2 separate regions of the Sus scrofa genome follow, and region 2 is linked to region 1. A link is a contact called in public Hi-C data. All regions are on one chromosome and are shown on one strand. Each heading gives the region's core, a stretch centred on a gene start, on an enhancer-like site or on the middle of the called end of the contact. The rest is flanking DNA. Distances are from core to core; before and after follow the strand shown.

Evidence for each region. Hi-C and Micro-C count contacts between places; a contact is called where the count stands out from the background.
Region 2: a Hi-C map of retroperitoneal adipose tissue shows a contact between it and region 1, with 1.8 times the contacts expected there. The contact joins two enhancer-like sites. A contact is called at or near these places in 2 of 5 promoter capture datasets (fetal skeletal muscle and liver), 9 of 47 Hi-C or Micro-C datasets (embryonic fibroblasts, epiblast stem cells, fetal heart ventricle and 6 more) and 1 of 2 datasets of contacts at active chromatin or transcription factors (skeletal muscle).

The regions. Positions count from the first base shown.
Region 1 is chr17:30,067,527-30,072,982 of Sscrofa11.1, reverse strand. No RefSeq gene overlaps it. Among named protein-coding and RNA genes, the nearest start is that of FOXA2, 69 kb to the right of the region's middle. Within about 2 kb of position 2,567, at least 5 of the 83 cell types and tissues checked have an H3K27ac peak or open chromatin away from gene starts, as enhancers often do. A contact at or near this core is called in retroperitoneal adipose tissue, where this site is marked.
Region 2 is chr17:30,326,197-30,331,652 of Sscrofa11.1, reverse strand. No RefSeq gene overlaps it. Among named protein-coding and RNA genes, the nearest start is that of NXT1, 9.5 kb to the left of the region's middle. Within about 2 kb of position 2,367, at least 13 of the 83 cell types and tissues checked have an H3K27ac peak or open chromatin away from gene starts, as enhancers often do. A contact at or near this core is called in retroperitoneal adipose tissue, where this site is marked.

The DNA of each region.
Region 1 (5,456 bases), core at 1,318-3,817:
CTCCTAATTTTTAAACTTTAATTACTATTAAATAACGTTTTAAAAAATAATAAAAACATGTCCTTAGTTGCAGTGGTGACATTTCAAGTGTTCAACAGCCACCATCCGGCACAACGCAGACTGGAATATTTCCACCATGGCAGAAAGTTCTGTTAAACAGCACTGGCCTAGGATAAGGGAAGGGACCACAAGGAGGACACTCAGGCAGCAGCAGATGAGGGGACTTGCTCTGGGGACAATGTGGGCAAAGGAACACCCCTCCCCTCCTCCCCTTGCCTGGTTTCTGTGGCAGCAGGAAACCAAACTAGGGTTCAGGTTTGCTTGGCTGGAAATTGCTCTCTTCTTGAAGATGCTGGTGGGATTATGCCAGCCTAAACTATTTCATTTATTTTGAGCTTGAGCCACCTTAAGATGTGCCACTTTTCATGGGCTCTTTCTCCAAGCATCTCCATTGCTCTATATTTCTGGTGCACTCTTGAGCCAGCATTGATACCCGCTGCTTAGACGGAGCAAGCACCAGACAGGCCAGGCTTCTTGGAGGAGTTGAGACGCCCTCCAGCTGCACTGTGGGCGGGTGATGACGTGAGGCCCCCAGGGAAATGTTTCGGGAACGTCTGTCCAAGAGCCACTTGAAAAGATGGTAGCGTAAGTGAGTGGAAGACGGGAAATGAGGCCGAACGATGTATCTCCAGTGAATTTGCTTGCATGGCGGGAGGTAGATCAGCCTGGAGATAAATTCAGAATTATTTTGCAAAGAAAGGCTGGACTGTTGCTACTGAGAGGGAGGCCCTCCCATGGAGGCCACTGGGGCGGCTGGGCCAGAATCCCCACTCCTTAGGGCTCCACCGGCCCCTTCTCCCTGGACCTGACCTCCCCCCAGCTCTGATGTCTGTTGAATAGGCCTTGGCCAAGGAAAGTTTTGAAGGCTTTCAGGGCCCCAGGGAATAGAAATTAAAAAAAAAAAAGTAGTCCTCACGCCAGCTCCCCCCTGGAGTTCTGTGAATGAGGGGACTTGGGGAGCTGAAGTGTGTCCTGGGTCCAGGCAGCTGCAGACACGATTGGGGCAGAAGAAACCCCACTACTACTCCCCAAGGAGCAGAAATGACATGCTGTGGACAGATGAATGGATATAGAAGATATGAGATGCACGCGTCACACACACACTCACTTACAGGAGAGTATTATTCATTCGTTTAAAAAAAAAAAAAAAAAAAAAGAGAGACCCTGCTTTTTGTGACGCCAAGGATGAACCTGGAGGAATCAGGCTCAGGCAAATAATAAGGCAAAGAAAGACAAACACTGTATGATCTCAGGCGTTCATTGGATCTATTTTTTAAAGGAAGCTCACAGAAATAGACAGTAGGATGCTGGCTACCAGGGACCAGGGTGGGAGAATTGGAGAGATAGTGGTCAAAGGACACGGATGTTAAGTTTTAAAATGACAGAGATCTGAAGCAATTTTGTGCAGGGTCAAAGTTGTATTAAGAGGCGTTCCCGTCTTGGCTCAGTGGAAACGAATCCGACTAGGAACCATGAGGTTGTGGGTATGATCTGGCGTTGCTGTGGCTGTGGCTGTGGCCGGCAGCAACAGCTCTGATTAGTCCCTTAGCCTGGGAACCTCCATATGCCATGGGTGCGGCCCTAAAAAGACAAAAGACAAAAAAAAAAAAAAAAAAAAAAAAAAAAGGGAGTTGTATTAATAGTTCTGTTGCGTACTTGAGAGTTGCTAAGAGAGTAGAAATTTGCTAAGAGAGCATCTTAAGTGTTCCCACTCCCCCGTCCCAAGAAAAGTAGCTGTGCGGTGATGGATGTGTTTATTAACTCGACTGTGATCACAATCTTTTCACAAGGTATGTGTGTGTCAAACCATCCCATTGTACACTTTAAATACATGCAGTTTTATCGCTTTTAACTCATGAAGCTGGGAAAAAACAATGAAGGTTGTTTAGAACGTGACTCACGGCTCCCCAGGCTGCCGTGTACCCGCGCCTTTCCCAGGGCTTGCACCCCGCCTGCATCCTTCCTCCACCCCATGGGGGACGTCCAATGTCAGCACCTTGAGGGTGCGGGGGTGGGGTGGGGGCAGGGTCAGCCTGATCACACCCCCATCCCGAGATTCAGAGGATGCCCAAGGCGCATGGGGTCCTGCATGTCCTCATCTTTATAAAACAAGCCTCTGTGGGGGACCCAGGCACTGTCACCAGTTATGGGAGGGTCAGGGAAGCCTGTTCACCGTGATGACCCCGTCTTGGGTCAGCAGGCAGCTGCCCCACTCCCTGGACAGGCCGATAGGACAGGGAACACCTGTGACTCCGTCCCCCTTCACGGGAGCTGAGGCTGTTCCCACAGGAGCTTCTTCATCAGGCAGAAGCTAAGGCTGTTCTCCATCAGTGAGCTTTTTCATCCAACTCGATGCCCCATGGACACCTTAGCAGGGCTGGCCTGGAGGAGCTGTGCCTGCTTCCTATGGGGTCAGAGGGAAGCCTGGGGTGGAGACCCTGGGCCAGGGCCAGACCCACCCCCGAAACAGCATCCTTTGCTGCCCTCTGCTGCCCACGCTGCTTCATTGCAGCTGGTTCAGGTGGTGCTTCATCCTGCTTAAATGGGATTTCCCTTCCACTGCTTCTATGCACTGGGGGCTCACGGACACAAAAGGAGTGAAAGGGAGGCTCGCCTTTGACCTGGGGCATGCCCACCCGCCTGGATAGCATTAAATGGAGGGGTCACATGGTGGTGTGGGGGTCACAGTAATGGTGGGGAGAAGCGGTGGAGGTGTTGGGGTCACAGGGGCTTTATTGGGGCCACAGGGGAGATGTTGAGGTCACAGTGGCAATGTTGGGGTTATAGTGACTTTGTTGGGGTCACAGTGGGGGTACTGGGGTCACAGTGGGGGTGCTGGGGTTAGGTGTATTAGGTGCTTAATAGATGCTTTGTGGATTGTCAACTTTTCAGAAATTGAGGAAAACTTGAGCGAGCGACATCCAGACATTAGTTGTTTTCTGCTCCCGACCAGCCCGTGTGCCCCGTCAACCAGAGGCGTGTTTGTATCACTGAGGAGGGGCTGTGGGTAGAGGCAGAGGTGTTCACAGGCGTCCCTGGAACTGGAGGTTGGCCGTGGTCCAGTGGCAACAGGATGAGGGCAGGTGCAGGTCCCAGAAGGCAGATCCTTAACCTGGATCAGCTCTGGACCCATGACTCTGCTCATACCGAGATGCCACCAGCCTGGCCCATCACCTTGATGGCTGGATGCTGGAATTAGCAGGTGCCGAATACCTTTATCCCCTGCCTTGCAGCCCTTCATCCCGGCATCTCCTTCCCTCTCTCTGATGGCCTCTGGGCTGGAGCCATTTAGACAGGATATGGCTTCATTTTCCTACTGTGATCCCCGTTGTGATTTCAAAAAGGTTAATTCATTACTTGGTAGAAAATGTGAAATTCAACAAAAATATTGCTTTTCTTACTAAGCAAACTAAGCCAGGTCTAGCTGGGGATGTGATGGAACAATTTCCCGGTGGTCTGCTGTGAAATTTCCAGACTTTCTGTAGCGCTGACCATGAGGCACGGGATGGCCTCCGTGGTCGTGTTCCAGCTCCAAGCCCTCCGGCAGGGCTGAGCCAGGCGCCCACTTCTGGTCTCTGAGGCTTCATTTGAGAGCAGTTGAGCTGTCAGCTTCCAAGGACCAGGGGGACAGGGGAGAGCTCTTTGGCCTGGGGAGGCACGTGCGGACGTGGAAAGACCACCCCTGTATCTGTCACTCCCGGTCAGTGCCCAAGCAGGTGGACATGCCCAGGAGCAGCCCCTACCCCTGAAGAGGGACAAATGCCGGGTCCCCCTTCTGGAGAGGATGGGTCTTCTGGGACTCACTCTTCATGGCCCCCCACGTCTGCTCTCTCCTCTCCACCTCCCACACAGGTGTGTCCTGGGTCATCTCGTCCTAGCGGTCCCTCTGCCTGTGGAGAGGCCACTGGAGACAGGGAAGAAGGGAGAGCTTGCAGCCAACAGCCATGAGCAGAGGTCTGAAGCATAAAAACGGACAGGGATGGAGTTCCTTCTGTGATGCAATGGGATCGATGGCAACTCTGCAGCTCCAGGACATCTGTTCGATCCTTGGCCCGGCAGTGTGTCAAAGGATCCGGCATTGCCACAAATGCAGCATATGTCACAACCGTGGCTCAGATCTGATCCCTGGTCCTGGAACTCCATATGCCGCAAGGCAGCCAAAAATGAAAAAGAAAAACAGCAGACAGGGCGGAAGAGGATGGAAGTGCGGTGTAGGAAGAGGAACCAAGCTCTGAGCCTCACCCACCCCTCTCTGCTGCCCCAAGCTGTCCCATTACCAGGAGGGCACTGTCAGGCTCAATGGCTGGTGACCCTCTTGACCTCTGAGGCCGGTTGTTTTGTTTTATTTCGTTTTGTTTATGGCCACGCCCGAGGCATGTGGAAGTTCCCAGGGCAACACAGGATCCTCAAACCCACTGTGCAGGGCTGGGAATGGAACCCGCGTGTCCACAGCAACCCGAGTATGTGTAGTCAGATTCTTAACCCACCGCCGCAGCCGGAATTACTCAGGCCGGGTGTTCTTTGCTACAGGGTGTCCCGTGCCCTGGAGGGTGGTGGCAGCATCCTTGGCCTCTACCCACCGGACCCCAGAAGTCCTAGTTGTGATAACCAAAGACAGGCCCAGACACTGTCAAACGTCCCTCTCCCCTGGTGCAGAATTGCCCTGTTGAGCTGACAGGCAGAAGCCCTGCAGCGGGCGTGCCCGTGGAGAGAAGAGGGGGAGAGGTGGCCGCTGCAAACGACCACCTTCTACGGAACCTTCTCGGATGTGTCCACAAGGGAGCCTCAGCCAGCGTCTGGCCAAGTTTGCTCCCTTTTGAGGCTCTGAACTGTCCGCTCACCCGACGAGGCCGCTGCAATTCCTGCCTATGACCACTAGATGGACTCATCGCGATGCGGGACCCAGAGAAGAGGGCCACCAGGAAGGCCTCACCGCTCATCCCAGGAAAGCAGATGGAGCGCTCAAGGTTCCCCCAGACCTTCTCTCTCCAGGACCCCAAAGCGCTCCATTGCTCCCCAGAGATGGTGAGTGGGGGGTATGGGCAGGAGCCTCGACCTGGACGAGTATGGGCTCCAGAACCCCAGCTGTTGCCTCTCTGCTTCCCCACCTGCAACACAGGATGAAGGGAGCTCCCTCACAAGGCGGGGCAGGGAGCCTAAGCATAAAGCGGTAGCCAGCTTGGGTACAGCACACAGCACTCAAAACATATCAGACCCGCTCAGGCCCAAACTGAGGACGCAACCTCGGGAGGGCCCCCCCTCCCCCGCCTCCGGTGGGTGGCAGTGACCACCCTCCCCGGGTTCCTGCAGCGCAGGCATCTGGGGCCCTAGTACTCAGCATGCACCGGTCCGGCTTCTCAGTGCTTTATTCTTAAATGTCTCTTTTCATTTCCATA
Region 2 (5,456 bases), core at 1,118-3,617, 260 kb before region 1:
GGGGCAAACAAAGTCCCCAAGGCAGCTTTGTGCTGGGAAGAGCTGGAAAGGAGAAGTAGTGGGAACCCCAGCTCATCCCAGACTCCTTATTCCCTGGGTCCTCCCTCTCGCCCTGCCCCGTCCCCCCTTCAACTGACAAGACCATTGCTGAGCACCTCTGAGAGGGGAGCGGAAGGAAGCAGCAGGTGCCCGGACAGGTAGGGCCTCGGTTTCCCCACCTGTGTGGCACCCCTGCTGCCCATGTGGCCCCTTTGTGCAGGTGCCGGGGCTGCAGGCAGCTTCTGGGCGTGTGAGTGGGGCTGTCACACAGGGCTTGGCACTCAGAAGGGCCATGAGCTTGGTTCCAAGCTTTGTGCTTGTCCCTGGGAATCTTAACAGCTTCTGAGCAGGGGCCCCGAGTCTTCAGCCTGCCCTGGACCCAGCAGATCGTGTCCTGCCAGGGGCTTTGGTTTCTCTACCAGTGGAAGAAGGAGGGATTGGATTGGGCCTGGGGCCCCCAAGAATGGAGGGCTTGAGCAAGACCAGGGGCTGGGGCTCCAGGGAAGAGCCTGTGCAGCCAAGGGCAAAGGCCCAAGTGACTGGGTGGGGGGTAGTGTTGGAGAGAGTCCTACAGTGCTGCGTGCCAGGCCTGCTTGGGCATCTAAATGGGGGGGGGGGCAGAGTGGACTGTGGGGTGCTGGTCAGGCCCCTTCCCAAGTTGCTGGTGATCTGTGAACAGTGGAAGGAGCCAGAGAAGAACCACAGTGGGTCAAGGAATGTGCTGTGTGCCACGCTGGTGGGCCCGCTGTGTGTGTCTCTGTGCTTATATCTGTGTTTGTGTGTGTGTGTGTGTCTGTGTTTGTCTCTGTGTGTGTCTGCGTATATGTCTGTGTGTGTGTCTTTGTGTCTGTGTGTATGTCTGTGTGTGTGCATGTGTGTCTGTGTGTGTCTCTGTGTCTCTGTGTGTGTCTTTGTTGCGGGGTATTCAAGCCCTTCTACTGTCACAGTGGTGCTTTGGTTTCCTGAGAGCTTTGAAAGACAGGGACATGGGGGGCCAGGTTGATGGGAGTTGGGGCCTCTGCCTCCGGACCACTCAGTGCTGAAATCATTAGGACAAGAGCCGGGCTCCAGAGTTGCTCAGGAAGCAGGAGCTGCCATGACAGCCCTGTAAACACGGCCGAGATTCTACAAGGCTAAGGCTGAGCCCAGAGAGCCCGGATTCTCTGCAGCCAAAAAGGATGGACGATGGGCGGGTTTCAGGGTTACCCACAAAGCTGATCCCTTACCTGGGGGAACCGAAGCTGTGTGGTGTCATTCCCAAGGTCCTGGGAGATACCCCCACTTCCTGATCACGAAGGGTGCTCTTCCCCTGCCCAGACCAGGCCATCCAGGTTGCTTCCAGGCCTGCACGTCCCGTTTTGTCCTGTTACGATGACCAGGGCGGGGCGCTGAGTGGGCAGGGCTGAGGGAAGCTGGAATGGGGGTGTGCTGTGTGCCACTGGCCACTTGGGTTCATCTGCAGGTCTCCGTTCAGGGGTCCTTAATCTGGAAGGCTTCCCAGACCTTGAGGCTCCCAGGCGACCCTGAGAGAAACATGTGAGGCAGTGCCTCTCAGCTTCCAGTCTGTGCCCTGGGCTCCAGGGGCCTTCCATGAAATTCCCTTTCTAAGTTGTTCAGCTTCAGATTCTGTTGCTTGCAACCAGTCCCCTGACTGTTTCCGGCGGTGGGGACAGCCAGGCAGAGGCAGGGGTGCAGGCGTCGGGCATGGGGACACACAGCAGGGGGCCCGAGGCTGGCGGCACAGAGGTCTGGCTGGGGACTGTGGTGCATGAGGTGCCCGTTCTGACCTGGAGGATGCGGTTGACTGGTGAGGCCTGCCCAGGAAGGGGGTGATGTCCCTGCTCCCGTAGGACCACTGGGAGAGGCCCCAAGTGGGAACCCTGCTACTTACCTTCCTCCCCAGGTAGCTCTGTTGTTAGTTAGGCATTTCCAGCCAGTCCTCTGGCTCTTCTGCAAGTTTGCTCCAGCGTCTTGAGCAATTTCCCCCTTGGATGGAGCCTGGAACTGTTGTCGGTTCATCAAGAACTGCGTGCTTGTGTGGGTCAGCCAGGGTCTGCAGGAGCCTTGGGCGACCCCGGTTTCTCCCTGAACAGCAGGGAATGTGACCTTCCCCACACATGGGCAATGGGCCGCTTGAGGAGGAGGGAGGATGGGGAGGAGGAAGCGGCCCCCTGGTCTGGCCGTGGCCATGGGCGAGTTCTCACATGTTTGGGGCAGCGGCTGTGCTCCTGACCCCACTCCTGCCCTCGGGAGCGGCCATCAAGTCCAGTCTTCTGGGAGCGCTGCCGTGGTGGCTGAGTCAGGCTTGTGTCACTCATACCCCGAGGTTTTGGGGGGCTGAGGGGGAGGCGAGCTTTCCAGAACAGAGCCGCGTCACCAGCCTGGCACGGAACAGTGGTTAAGCCACCGAGAAAGCACGCGTGTTATCCCAAGAGATAAACCCTGGAAATGTAGACAGGAATTCAACAAAGCCCAGTCCAAGCCCGCCACAACCCAGGAAACGCGCAGGAAATGAAAAGTGGAATTTCCTTCCTATAAACAGAGTCCAAAGGCAGATCTCAGGCTTTAGAAGGTTAGGGGGTCTGTGACTTCAGGGAATGGACAGTGGGGGGTGGGCGGGCAGGGAGACCTGTGCCAAGTGTGAGGGTGTAGGGTCAAAAGGCAGAAGGGCAGAGGTCACCTCCCAGCCTTATCACTCCCGGGTTTGGGGGGCTGGTGCCTGGTGAGTCACTTACCAGCCTAACAGCCATGCCAGGTCACGTTGGAGCTGAGGGCTTCTTGTTCTACCAACCGCCTGGGCACTTGTCCTGTTACCTGCCCTGCCTGTAACCTCTCCTACACACTACCTGTCCTACCCACTACCTGTCCTGGACCTGCCCTGCCTAGCTCAAAATGAGGATGGGTCAGGGAGAGGTGGTGCCTATGAGCTGACTGGTAAGGCTACAGTGACACTTAGGCAGGCCTGGCACGGGGCTTGGACCCCTTGTCTGGGTCTCAGCCTGGACCCCCCTCAGCACAGGCACCAGGGGCAGCATCTGAGAGCAGCGCCCCACAAACCTATTCACCATCGGAGGTGAAGGAAGTGCCGAATTTCTCTTGTCGGCATTAAACCCATCAGACGGTCCTTCTTGTTCCATGTCCATGTGTGTTTAGAGTGGAGTTGCATCAGAAGCCCGTGGCTCTGGGTGCCAAAACCACGAGGAGGGAGGAATTCAGATGCCAGAATCCTCCAGGCATGGGGTGGCCCTTCAGCCATGCGGGGTCATGTTGGAGCTGAAGGCTGTGCACCCCACTAGGGTCTGCCTCAGCTAGGGTCGGGGGCAGGGATGTGTTTCTTACAGGTTCCCAGGGGACCCCTCAAGGCTCGCCCTCAGGCAGAATCCTCTCATAGGTGTGGACACTCACCTAATTGAAGCCCTGCCCCAGGCTTATTTGGGAACAGGGTTCCTAAAGAGGTGATTAAGGTAGAGTGAGATTACTGGGGTGGGGCTGATCCCACGTGACTGCTTTTCTTTTCTTTTTCTTTTTTTTTGGCTTTTTAGGACTGCACCTGTGGCATATGGAGGTTCCCAGGCTAGGGGTCTAATTGGAGCTGTAGCCGCCGGCCAGAGCCACAGCAACGCGGGATCCGAGCTGCGTCCACGACCTACACCACAGCTCACAGCAATGCCAGATCCTTAACCCACTGAGCAAGGCCAGGGATCGAACCTGAAACCTCATGGTTCCTAGTCGGATGCGTTTCCACCGCACCACGATGGGAACTCCTTTATTTTCTTATAAGAGATCAGACACAGACACACAGAGGAGACTCCTCAAGAGGAGAGAGGTTGCAGGAGGAACTGGTCCTGCCCCACCCCCCACCTCTGTAAAAAATTAATGAAAAAACCTCAATGAAATATTGCAGAGAGAGCAGAAGGGGGAGGTCTGAGCCCAGTGGGAAGAAGAAAGAACATTCACCCTGGAGAGGACTCGCAAATGGAAAGCCGTGGGCCGTTTGCTCACCACGGCCCTCCCTCCCCACAGCCTCTGCTCCTGATTAAAACCTTCTGTCCCCCGCCCTCGGGGGGACATTTCTTGGACTCACCCTGGTTGCTGACCCCAAACTGCAATTCTCCTCTGATCCCGAATAAACCTGTCTTTGCTGGAGAAACACCTGGGAATCTATTGGTTTCAGGTCAACACCTAGATCTCAGGCTTCTAGCCTCAAGCACCGTGAAAAAATAAATTTTGATGATTTAGCCGCTGGGCTGTGGCACATTGCTGTGGCTGCCCATGCTGACAAGGATACCCAGCTTCTGCCCCTTGGGAGGTGGGCAACCCATTCAAAATCCTTTGTCCTCACAGTGGGCAGCTCGGTGCTGCACTGCAGTTGAGCCTCAGCATCCTGTGATTTTTCAGCATGTTTAATTAACTCTGCTGGCATCAAAATAACACAGATTGGAGGCGGGGGCAGGACAGGTTTAAATGAGGGTCATAAGGATACATTTTCAAAAGGCTGTCCCTAAAATCTGCGTGAGATTCAGGCCAAGTATTTGGCACGGTGCCTGGTATAGAACAGGAGCTGGATATCACTCAGCTTTGTTCTGATAAGATGATAATCAAAAAGGAACAGTCTTTTTTTTCTTTTTCTTTTTTTTTTCTTTTTGTCATTTCTTGGGCTGCTCCTGTGGCATATGGAGGTTCCAGGCTAGGGGTTGAATCAGAGCTGTAGCCACTGGTCTATACCACAGCTACAGCAACTCGGGATCCAAGCCTCATCTGCAACCTACACCACAGCTCACGGCAACGATGGATCCTTAATCCACTGAGCAAGGCCAGGGATTGAACCTGCAACCTCACGGTTCTTAGTCGATTCGTTAACCACTGCACCATGACGGGAACTCCAAAAAGGAATAGTCTTGCTAGAAACTTGCCTCCGTACCGCAGAATGAAATTTGTGCTTGGACAGCTTAGGACATTCACAGAGAGGCTTTGAAATTTGGAGCCTCTGCCTGCAGAGGACACATATTGGCAAAGGCCCATCTCCATCACTTCCTCTTCAATCCTCTAAACATTTAATTTGCTCCTGATTTTACAGTGATAACACTTTGTTAGGAAATGTGAGCTAATCACTAAACTTAGAAGCGATAAGAAGCTAACTGAAGCTCATGAACCCAAGGTGTAATATCTTCATAAACTTCTGAAAAATCTTTTGAAGTATACTATTTCTTTTTTTCCTGCCCATGCCCGTGGCATGCGAAGTACCTGGGCCAGAGTTTGAACCAGAGCCACAGCAGTGGCAATGCTGAGTTCTTAACTACTAGGCTGCCAGGGAACTCCTACAATATACTATTTATTTATTTTTTTTTGTTGTTTAGGGCCTCACCCACAACATCTGGAAGTTCCCAGGCTAGGGCTTTAATCGGAAATCAGAGCTA